2 separate regions of the Ovis aries genome follow, and region 1 is linked to region 2. A link is a contact called in public Hi-C data. All regions are on one chromosome and are shown on one strand. The core of a region is the stretch at or near the end of the contact, and the rest is flanking DNA. Distances in the headings are between cores, read along the strand shown.

The links. A called contact is a pair of places that touch in the nucleus more often than the background predicts.
Region 1: a Hi-C map of liver shows a contact between it and region 2, with 2.4 times the contacts expected there. The contact joins the enhancer-like site here to the promoter of PTPRF in region 2. A contact is called at or near these places in 2 of 16 Hi-C or Micro-C datasets (hypothalamus and liver).

The regions. Positions count from the first base shown.
Region 1 is chr1:18,240,965-18,246,628 of ARS-UI_Ramb_v3.0, forward strand. All of the region lies in intron 8 of PTPRF (protein tyrosine phosphatase receptor type F), which reads left to right. Among named protein-coding and RNA genes, the nearest start is that of PTPRF, 49 kb to the left of the region's middle. Within about 2 kb of position 4,202, at least 2 of the 54 cell types and tissues checked have an H3K27ac peak or open chromatin away from gene starts, as enhancers often do. A contact at or near this core is called in liver, where this site is marked.
Region 2 is chr1:18,192,169-18,197,919 of ARS-UI_Ramb_v3.0, forward strand. PTPRF (protein tyrosine phosphatase receptor type F) reads left to right here and starts at 2,649. Exons shown (of 34, transcript XM_042247044.1): 1 at 2,649-2,838.

The DNA of each region.
Region 1 (5,664 bases), core at 2,952-5,451, 50 kb after region 2:
TTCACTGTCGCACATGATGGGCTCAGGCAACACTCTTAACTGGTTCCTGCCATGGCCCATCCCCCACTTCCACAGGTCTTCTTGAGCTGCCTTCCCGGGCCCATTTCCACAGGCCTTTTGGGCCGGGAATGTGGGTGTTCTTTTAGTTCTAGCCCCACTTGCTAGGAATCCTAAAATAGGGACAGCCTCACTTTGGTTGTCCCTCCCTTTTACTGGCACACACACATTCCTGTGGGGCCAGCCCTCAGTCCGTCCCTAGGACGTGTCTGATAGCCAGGCCCCACCTGAATCCATACCCACCCTGCTTTGCAGAGAGAGATTTGCCCTGTAGTCCTAGGACAGAACCCTAAGCTGTGCTGCTAGGACCCTGGGATCTGGGGTCCCCCCCTGCTCCTCATCACGGTCCTGGCAGAGCCCCTGCTTTCTGCCCCAGCAGTGCTGAGGGCCCCATCAGACCCTTACTCTTCTAGGATGGCCTCTGTGGTGCTGGCCACCAGCTCTGTATCCTGAACCCCTCTTGGAGGTGGGCACGCATGAAGAAAGCTCCCACTGCTGGCTTGTGCCCACCTGCTTCCCAGCAGAGCGGTGGTAAACCTTCCGTCAACAGGGCACCTGTCACCCTCCAGGCCAGTGGGAGGCCCCCCTAGGCTCAGCCTTAGCATCGAGGTCGGTGTGGACACCAGCTCAGGGTTTCTCAACCTCAGCACCATTGACATTTGTGGCCAAGTAACCTTTCGCTGTGTGGGGCTGTCCTGTGCATTTTGGGGTGTTTACCGACCCACTGGATACAATAGCACCCCCTGGTCACAGCTCACAGGGTCTCCAGACCTTGCCCGGTGTCGCTTGGGGGAATCCTCCTCCCCTCCATTACAGAACACTCTGCAGATGGACAGCCTCACTCTGGCTCTTGTCTCCATCCATCTCTAACTCTCTTCTGCCACGTCCACGGGGCCCGAGGTCGTCTCCTCCTCGGATTTGGCTCCAGTGTCCGCCTCATACCCCTCCTCTGTCCCGCAAACTCGGGGCTCCCACCGCCTCTTTCAGACCTACAGTGGCTGCATTTCATAGGGCTGTGCGTGCAGAGCTCCCAGCCCGGTGCTGGGCACGCAGGAAGTGCTGGGCAGTCAGTAGCTGCTGCCGCCGCTGGGAAAGCACCATGGGGGCTGCACCACCCAGTTTCGTCTGACTTTGCTCAGTTGCCTGCAGCTCCACCCACGGTCTAGCAGGCCCAGGCATGCCTGGTGGACCAACCTCTCCATCCTACTACCTCCCCCAGTGACTCACTCGCTCCTTCCATCCACAGCGTCTCTCCTGTCTAGCTCTTAGGACACACAGCTGCCAGGGACCAGGGAGGGGCCACCCTTTCCACCGAGCCTGGCCTGCTCGCCCCTGCCCTTCCCCACTTCTCTGCAGGGACCTGGCCGCTGGGCCACAGCTGTCTCTAAACGGGGCAACAGCTCCGTGGCTTCTCCCCACAGGCTCCAGACCAGCTTCCTCACACTCTGGGGCCATGCAGCGTGGGGCTTCCTCAAGGTGGCGGGTTTCTAGTGGCCCATGTGCCTCGGTGGGTTTGTGGGCTGGGTGGGCCCTGAGCTCGGTGGGTCTGTCTGAGCCTTGGGGTGTGTGTGAGGCATGGGGGCCTGCCTGTGCCACACTCCCACCCTTCCCTGTCCTGCCCTTTGGTGCCTGGCACCTGCTGGCAGGACCCAGCCCTGTCCACCCGTGTCCTCCATGAGTCCTGAGTCTTTTGTGAGCGGTGTGGTCCGCGCGCACCTGTGGGCACGTGCGTGTGCGTGGGGCACAAGAGTCTTGTCTCGTTTCCGTGCTGTGTGGGCAGATGAAGGTTGGCCTGTTTTTACTCTCTCTGTGTTTCTCCTTGTCTTTTTTTTATTCCCTCCTCATCCTCATCGCACTCTGCCATCAACCCAAACTCTCATCTCTCAGATCAGCGAGAAGGTTGGTCCTTTTCACTTCTTATCCATCTACAGTTCGCCCATCGACGGGATGCCCCCGTCAGTAGGGACCAGCGGGCTCGGTCAGCTCTTCAGGCTCGCCCCAGTCAGGCCTGCCCGCCCGTCAGGCTCTGCACTCCCATTGTTTGAGCTGGCAGGCGGGCAGGACCAGGGGTGGGTGGGCAGGCCCCCCTGCCCTGCATGTTTCTGCTGCTTGAGTCCCTGACCACCCCACGTGTCTGCATGTCCCCTTAGCTGGGCTCCCCTGCTGGGGAGGTTGGGTGGGCACGGTGCATGGCACAAGACTGGGCCCTGCCTTTGTGCCCAGGCCAGGCCAGCTGTCTGCTCCAGGTGGAGCTCAGAAGTGGTTGTGGGCTCTGTAAGAGCTGTAGAGCTTTATGTGCACCTGTGGGGCCCTCCACAGTTCCCCCCACCGCCCCTGCTTAAAATCCACATTTGCTAGAGCTCAGCTGAAACCTTTGGGAAGATGAAGGGGAAGGCTAGTCTAGAATGAGCTCACCCCTCAAGATCCTGCAGCCCAGGGTGAACGTCCTCCAGGGTCAGTACTATCCTTGAGCACCTCCCGGAAGCTGGATGGACAGCAGCCATGCTGCGCCCACCGAGCTTAGTGTCTGGGGCACAGGGTGGGTGGCATCACCTTGGCTCACTGAGGAAGCATCCCATTGACTGGTCTCTTCCCTCTCCAGCTAGATCCAGATGAGGGCCTTCCCACCTGGTCCAAGCTTCCCACCTTCTCCCAGACAGCTGGCATTTCCTCAGCCCCACACTGGGTGCTGGGCATTCGACCAGGAGCTCACATCTGACCGAGCGGTCAACTGCTGCTTAGAGCCATGTGTGAGCCTCGCAGCAGCCCTAGCGCGGCCGTGGGTCGGGGAGGGCTTCCTGGAGACCTCGCAGCAGCCCATTCCAGAGCAGTCTCACACCCTCAGGGCCAGGCCCCTACTCCCCGCCCTCGGTCCAGCAGCAGGGGCCGAGGGGCAAGGACACAGGCAGCGGTCCTTCCTGTGTCCCTTGGTCTGAGCCGTTAGAGGAGGCGTTCCTGTCCACTGGGCGAAGCCCCAGGGAGCAGACCCGGGCCACCTGGTGTCCTGTGCGTTCTCTGTGGCTTGGGTTTCCTCCACGAGGAGAAGGAGCCTGTCGGGAGGAGGACTGCAGCCTTGGCTCAGATACCAGCCCTGAGCATGATCATATGCACTCCTGAGCTCTAGGGCATTTCAGTTACACCGTTTCGCTGACCGGGCAAATCTGACTGGGGCGAGTTCAGAAAACGGTCATCAGCAGAGAGAGCCCAGCCTGCCACTGCCTCCCCCTGTCCCCCCTCCCGCACCCTCCTGGTCCCTTGTCCCTTCTCCTTTTACCATTCCATGGTTCCACCAAAAATAGGCATGTACACAAATATTTAATGGGAAGGCAGAAATGAGTTTCTAAATATTCCAGGGGGGATTTGCCGTGCTGGTAATTTGTTTGGTGCTGATAATTACATCTTACATTTTTCCAGCTTTACTTAAAACTGTGTGCCAAGTGCGCCGGCATTTAATTACTGCTCTGCGGCAGCCACAAGGTTATTTATTAAAGAGTTATTTTATCTTGATACGGTGGATCCTGCCCCTTATCCCCTCCTTAATGTTGTGTTATTTTCATCAGAGAAATTTCCGCGCGTGAATGCCGATCGCGGGGCTGCCTCCCCCCAGCGATTAGGCTGTCACTCCACTGAATGCCGATGCCTCCAGGCGCCGCACCGCCCTGTTATAGGGGGTTGTCAGCTCAAATAATTAGACTTAAAAGTTACAGCTGAAATATAATCCAGAAATGGCAAGGCCCTGTTTTGGAAATTGTCTATAAAATGTCAGCAGTAAGGATGCTCGGGGAACAGTAATAGACCGTCATTGTTGGAGCTCAAGATTAGACCCTAAGTGCGTTTTTCCCCGGCCCTGGTTTTCCCTTCCCTGCTGCTGCTGTCAATAGACCCGAGTCCAGGGCGAGTCCTGCCCCTTCTGGAGGCCTCGTGTCAGTGACAGCAGGGCGAGTGGCGGTGAGACTGCTGCAGGGAGGCAGCAACCCCTCCTGCGCTTGGGACAGGGGGGTGACCATCCAGAATTCAGGACTCCACAGATACTCAGGATCCCAGGAGGTGGTCACTTGCCTCTGTGACCCCCACCTTCTCTCTGTGGTCCTAGCCCCTACACCATGGGGAGGATGAGTCTGATCTGCGGGAAACCTGTCCAGGCTGTTTGTGTTGGCTGAAGCCCAGCAGGCCTATGAAGGGAGGTGCCCTGCTGGAGCGTGCTGTCCAGGAGTCCCTGGGCTTGAGGCCCTGCCCTGGTGCTAGGAGTGATCCTAAAGCTCACCTCTGACCTCTCACTCATCCTTAGCCCCTGGGGTTCTCCCTTCCACTTGCATCTGGAAGGGGGGAAATTAAAAATAAAAACAAACCCTTCTCAATGTTAGTTCCCCAAGGGCCCTTATTTCCTGGCAGTGGCGAGAAGACCTTGTCTTCCGGGACTGTTTGAGGTAAAGCCTGGTCAGTTTTCTTCACAGCTTAGGTTGAGACCTAAGGTTTATCCACCAACAACCTACTTCCTTCCCCTGGGGCTCTTTGTTCTCATGTCGAGGGACCCAATTGGGTCCCAAGATTCTGCCACTGACCACCATCAAGCTGGCAGGTGTGTCCCTGACACAGGCTTGAGGCCTATCCTCATGCCAACTGGAGAGTGTTCTCCCGGCAGCCTCCACAGACCCAGAAGCTTCTTCATGGAGCCGCCCGGGTCTCTCTTTTCACCTTGTGAGCCAGGGCTCAAAGGGGCCTTAGCTTCTCATCCCACAGACCTGCTCCCAGTATGTGTTATAAACACGTCCCTGAGTATCAGCTGTTGGTTCTCACCTCTTTAACTGGGAGATGCCTGCATCCACAGCGTGGAAACCTGCAGCCCAGAGGGGGTGCCCGAGAGTGATTCTCTTGGTTCTCTTCCCCCCCAGACCCATTTGGATGCCTGTGAACAAGGAGGAGATGGGGCAGCCACTGGTAGAGAGGAGAGGCATGGAGAGAGTTGGTCAGTTAGTGATCCTTTTTGCTTTAGCCAGGCCACATCTCCGCCAGTGGGCATGCCGCTCCTCATGACCTGTGCCCAGGTTCAGCACCAAAGCCCGGGGAGTGCCTGCACCATGTCCCAGCCTCCCAGCCTCACCTTTTGCTGTTTGTGGGGAGTACTCAAAGGAAGCTCTTTGTTGTGGCTTTCTCCTGCCAGCCATGCCCCCCGGGGCCCACCTTTGCCCCTGCCACACCGCACTGCTCTGCCTGAACGGTGCTGGTGCACCCAGTGCAGATGCCCGGCTTCTATCAGCTTAACGCCAAACACGGAACCCCTTGTCTTCCAAAACTGAAAGTATGGAAGTAGATTGGCGTCAGGCAGGGCTGGATCCAGGTGTTTAAACAGTATTTGGCCAGGCATTCGTCTGTCTCTGTCTCCACCTCTGCTCTCCTCAGTAGCTCCTTTGTTCTCAAGCAGGTCCTTTCGAGTACTGTGAAAGGTGGTCCCCCGCCTCCCACCCCCCCAGGTTAGAGACCAAAAGCGGAGAAGAAAAGCCATGTGTCTTAATAGTTTTCACAAAAGGCCAAAGGTTCTATCTCTTGAGCCACATGTGGGTCGCATAGCCCATGAACCAAAAATGGGGGCTGAGGTGGTTCTTCTAA
Region 2 (5,751 bases), core at 1,399-3,898:
GCATGCAGCATCTTTTCAGTTTAGGCCCATGGGATCTTCAATTGTGGCATGTGGGATCTAGTTCCCAGACTAGAGGAACCTAGAGCCCTAGGTTCCCAGGGCTTGAACCTAGGCCCCCTGTATTGGGAGTTCAAAGTCCTAGTCACCAAACTACAGGGAAGTCCCACAGAGTAAGTCTTCAGAGGTGTTTTCTATGACTATGTGTGAGAGATTTCTGTGTGAACTGAAGCCCCAAAGTCAAAAGCACTCTATCTCTGTCTCTTTCCCATCTCCCCCCCTCCCCCTCATTCTCTCTCCATCCCCCACTCCCACTCACCTCCCTTGGGATGATCTCTAGCCCCTTTCTATATTTCAGATTTTACAGGTTGCATTAGATGAAGGTGCAGGAGGGAAGATGCCCTGTTTCTGGCCCAGCAACTGATTGAATGAGGTGCTGCTGCCTGAGATGGGACTGCTGGGGGCTGGCAGATCCGGGGTGGGAGAGACAGTGCATTCAGTTTCCCTGACCAACTGGGGAGTGGTCTAGAGAAGACTCTTGGAAATACGGGTCCCGCACTCAGAACATTGCTTCCCTGGTGGCTCAGACAATAAAGAACCTGCCTGCAATGCAGGATCTCTGGGTTTGAGTCCTGGGTTGGAAAGATCCCCTAGAGAAGGGAATGGCAACCCACTCCAGTATTCTTGTCCAGGAGACCCATACCAGGGAGACAGATTTGGAAGTCATCAGCATTTGGTTGGTGGTGGTGGAGACAGTCCATGGGCAGAAAGCAAGAAGGGACAGTGTAGACAGATCCTGGGAGGAAAAGGAGATGGTAAAAAAGAGACTGAGAAATGGCAATCAGGGAAGGAATATAGGCCACTGAAGCCAAGAAGAAGAACTGTTTTCAGGAGTCAGCAAGGAGCAGGCATCACTGGCCAGAAAGTATACCTTTTTAAATTTAGAAGAAACCCTCCCCCGAAGCCTAAACTCACTCCACTTCTGAAAAACAGGCCAAAATGTCTAAAGATGCACAAAACTTGCAATACCTCCTCCACAGGACACCAAAATTATCAGTGAATAAAAAACCACAGACTAGGAATGTTCATTTTTGATCCGTTTGTCATCTGGAATCTGGATCTGATTGTTTGCCCAGAATCACTCCCATCCCCTTCTCACACACGAGGGGGCGCACACACACCGCTTCTAAATTCAAGTCCTGGGCAAAAAGCAGGCAAGTGAATTAGGTGGTAACCAGAACTCCACTCAGCTCACAGCCCCAGACCCCTCACCTCTACCTCTGCCCTGTACATTACACTGTGCTCCTAGAATCTAGGTGCTTCAACAATCTCCAGACTTTCTCTCTCACCTGACCCCCAGACTCACAGAGATATCACAGAGACCCCACAGATCAGAGAACCCATAGGGGTCCTCATCTGACATAGGCAGTCGAGGTAGGCTCCCCATGTTTCATGAGGGTGGCAGTTTCATGAGGAGAGGGCTGATGTGATATGGACTGCACGGTAGGTCTGAGATCAGAGGCTTTGGTGCCAAGGTGTGGCTCTTGGTTTGGAGCTCACCAAGTTCCTATGAGTTAGAACCTCTAGTAAATCTGTTGGTAAGTTATTGGTTTAGCCAGAGATTTATAGGGTCAGCATTTAAGTTTGATATGAGGAGTCAGAAATTCAATACTGAGGTTTATATCAGGCTTGGAGGACACTATCAAGTGCTGAACTAAGGGCCAATTCAGGACCTGACTCAGGTCCACAGTTGGCATTGCTGATTTTGGGGTGCTGGCCAGCCTCAGGCTGGGGTTGATATAGGGTCAGAAGAGTAGAGAGTGAGTATGGGGCTGCAGTGGATTTGTGTGGAGCTTCTACAAGGCCAGTCTCATAAATCTTAGGTTCCAAGATTACCACTAGAGGTGAGTCAAGTTAGGGTCTTAAATGGGCCCTCAAATGGACAAGGTCTGAGGTCAGTATTTGTATTAGGGTCCTTTTCCAGGGACTCAATCCTAGTTCACAAAGTGTGTTGGTATTGACCTGGGTCTGGGACTGCAGTATTAGAGTTTTATGGAAAGGCTTGGGGTTCACAAAAAAGTGCTGGGTAGCTACCATAGCAAAGTAGCTATCGTATTTTAAGGTTCACACAGGGACTGGGGCTCAGCATTGGTACTGGGGTCCATTTAAGGACCAGGGTTGATGCTGGGGTCACGATCAAAGAAGAGGTGATAAAGGGATTTTAGCCTAAGAATTGGAATTTCAGTTTAATAAAGGGGTTCAGATTAAAATTACTACTCGAGCCAACTTCACGGCAGATTTGGGGGTTTGGACTTACTGTTGAGTTGGGGTGGGTCTGGGCTCAATAGCAGGTTCAGATCTCTACGGAGAGAAAATGGGGTCCTAGAGTAATATCAGGTTCACATTTGGATTGGAAGCCTCTAGTAGGATCCGGACTTCGTATGGAAGTTTGGGTCTGCCCATGCTTATTATGGGGGTTCCGGTTCTGTACTGGGGTCCGGGTCGGTTTACACGCGGGGTTGGGTTGCGGCCTCGGGCCTACGCGGCTCAGCAGCTCTACGAGCGAGAGTGCACGAGGGGAGGGGCGGCGCCGGGGACGCGCACGGCAGGGGCAGGGGCGCGGGCGTGGGCGCGGGCACGCGGCTGGAGCTGGCGCGGGAGCGGCGGAATCGGTGGCGGCGGCGGCAGAGGCGGCGGCTCCAGCTCCGGCTCCGGCTCCAGCTCGGGTGGCGGTGGCGGGAGTGGGATCCGGTGGCGGCGGCGGCGGCGGCAGAAGAGGAGCGGGAGCAGCGGCCCCAGAGGCTTGGGGGGACATGCGGACCGACGGCCCCTGGATAGGCGGTGAGTGACCCCCGGGCCCCCTTCCAGTTCCCTCCGCATCGGTCCCTTCTCCACTCCCCCGCCCTCTCCCCGCGTTCGCAGAGCGGAGCTGGGGGCGGTCCCGGGGGGCTGGGGGCGCCGCTTAGGCCGGGCCGCGCCCCCACCTGCCGCGCCCGCCGCCTCGGCTAAGCGCCCCCACCAAGCCCGGCGGCTCCTCCCCGCGTTACCCCGCGGCAGACGGACCCCCCCCCCCCATCGCCCTGCCGCCGGCTGGCTAGCTCCTTGCCGCCCCTCGGCGCCTTCCCCTTTCTCCGCCTCGCCCCCTCCCTCCCGCCGCACCTGAGCCGCAGCCCGCGCCGCCCCCCTCCCCCCCGCCCAGCGCAAAGTTTCCCTTTTGCGTTGGGGCTCCCCCTCCTGGGTCCCACCTCGTCTGCCCCCACCACCGGCGCGGACACGCTCCGGGGGCGGCCCTCAGCCTCCCACCGCCTCCCCAGCTCCGGGCGGGTCCAGGCCGCGCCCCCGCCCCCGCCGCACAGGCGCCCCCTCCCAGCCGGCGGGGGATCCGCAGCCGCCGCGCCCCCGTCTTGCTCGCGGCCCGGGCGCACGTGCCGTCCCGGGGTGCGCGGGGCGCGAGTTTGGAAACCCCCACCTCCCCAGCCCCCGCACCCAAGTCGCCGGCGCCGGCTGGGGAGGCGCTGGGCCGGGCTGTACCCGCCCCTCCCCGGGTGCAGTGACCCAAAGGCCCTGGGACGACCTGTCCCGTGAGGACGTGTCCACTCGGACCCGCTCCGGAAAGTTCACTCAGTCGCCGCCCGGCGTCCCGTCCCGTGTTGGTGTGCCCCGGTCCTCATCGCTGTGCCCACGATCCTGTCTCGGCTTATTTCTCCTTTTCCCTCCGTGTTTCCGTCTCTCTACGCCCTTCAAAGCCTCTGTATCTCTGTCTCCCCGTGTCGCGGCCTCCCACTTTCAACCCACTCCACCCCCCAAGCAATCCCGGGGTCTCTCTGCTGTCTGCGACTCCCTCCGGGTCTCCCCTGCTCTCTCGCTGGCTCTCTGTGCTCTTTCTCCCGGCTCTCTGTGCTCCTTGCCGGGTCTCTGTGTTCCTTCTCTTGGGTCTCTCTGTGCTCTTCCCGGCTTTCTGCTCTCTCCTCCCAGGTCTCTCTGCTCCCTCCCCCATCTCTGGGTCTCCCTTCCCGGGTCTCTGTCGGGTCTCTTGGTGTCTCTGTCTCCCACGGACTGGAATCTCTGCTGCCCCTTTGCAGAGACCCAGACCTCCTCCTCGTTCCTCTGGAATGCTGCCCCTCTGGTTCTTCCACCCTAGGGTGGGGGAGGGGCTAGTTTTTCTCCTCTTTTCAACACCCCCCACCCCCCAGTGCAGGGCCCCCAAGTTGGAACTGGTTGATGGGTGGGTGCCGGGTACCTGTCTGAGCTGTGAAATGGAAAGGAGGCTGCTGGCAGGAGTGGGGGGTAGGGTCCTCTGGATTCCCCTGGGGGCCCCGGACGGGGGTGGGGGGGGGCAGGCCTGGGAGTCTGGACTGCGGAAGTGTTGGTGATGAAGACTCCCCTTGGGCTCCCAGAGTGACCTGGTGTGGGATCTGAGCAGAGAATCCAGAGGAGTGCATTGGGGTGAGAGGCCTGGAAAAAGATCCAGGGCTGGTGCTTCCAGGGGGATCCTCAGTGGTGAAGGATCCACCGAAAAGGCAGGAGATCTGCTGAGGGATCCTTTGAGAGGCATATGGCATCCAGTGGGATCCAGAGCAAGGTTCTGTCAGAAAAATCTCAGGAAATTCTGTGTTTGGCTCCTTATTAACTCTCGCTTCAGGGAGCAAGAAAATCCCAGTTTTTCACTGATGGTATGAATGAGCCTAGGGCTTCAGGAAGGAGTAGGTGAGCCTCCCCAAGCACAGCCCCCCAACATCCGCAGCCCCAGCCCAGGCCACACACTCACACCCCCCTGTTTCTACACTCAGCTCACCCTCCCACCCCCACCTCCACTCCATATCCACTTGTCTCCCCAGTGCCCTCTCATTTGCACACTTGGGCCTGCGCAACAGCCAGAGCTCCAAAATCTGCTGTGTTTGCACGCCCATGTCCCAGCCTGTGTTCTTGCTTACACTCTCACTGCTCCCCTGTGCACAGCCTAGGAAGGGTGTGTGTATACGTGCAGCCTCATGCTTTCTTGTGCACACATTTTCTCATACATTTTTGCTTGCTCAGTTTCCCCTTGTCATTGGAGACATCTCTGTAGTTCTGTTTTCTCCTTGCTCTTCCTCTTCCCTCTTTTCTCCCTTTACAAAGAAAATAGTTTTCATATAATTTCTTCTTCTCTCCTTCCTTCTGCAGCTCCTGGCCTCCCCTCTGGTCAGCCTTGTGCACATAGTGAGCGTGTGTGTGCTGTCCCGGCTTCTAGGGGAGGAGGCGAGGTTTAGGCTAGTGAAGCACTTGGGGAGGGGATTTCGGGGAGAGGGGGAGCGTTGCAATAAGAGCAGCCTGGCTGCTTTCCTTGGGAATTATATTTATGTGCAGCAAAATGCCGGCCTTTGCTCTCTGTGCTCCCTCCAGTCTTGTTCTCGTCAGTCCTGACTGTGGAAGTCCAGTACACTTAGCAGGAGATAGGACCCAGACTGCTTCCTACAGAGGCTGTGACACACGCTACAGCCCCTCCACTTTCCAGTTTGAGACCTTGGGGATCCCGTTCTCCCTGAGTCTCAGTTTCACTCCCTATAAAATGGAAGAGGTCGTCCAACCATAGCTGGTTGCGAAGGCTGTCGTGGGAATCCCCTGTGTGGCAGTGTATCAGCAGCAGTGGCGATTGCTTCCGGTGTGACTGATACTGCTGTGTGCTTGGACCAAGCTTGCAGCCAGGGCCCTGCCGTTGAGAAGCTCATGGTCCCTGGGGGAATAGGCTGCATCATGAGAATGCAGAGCAATTCA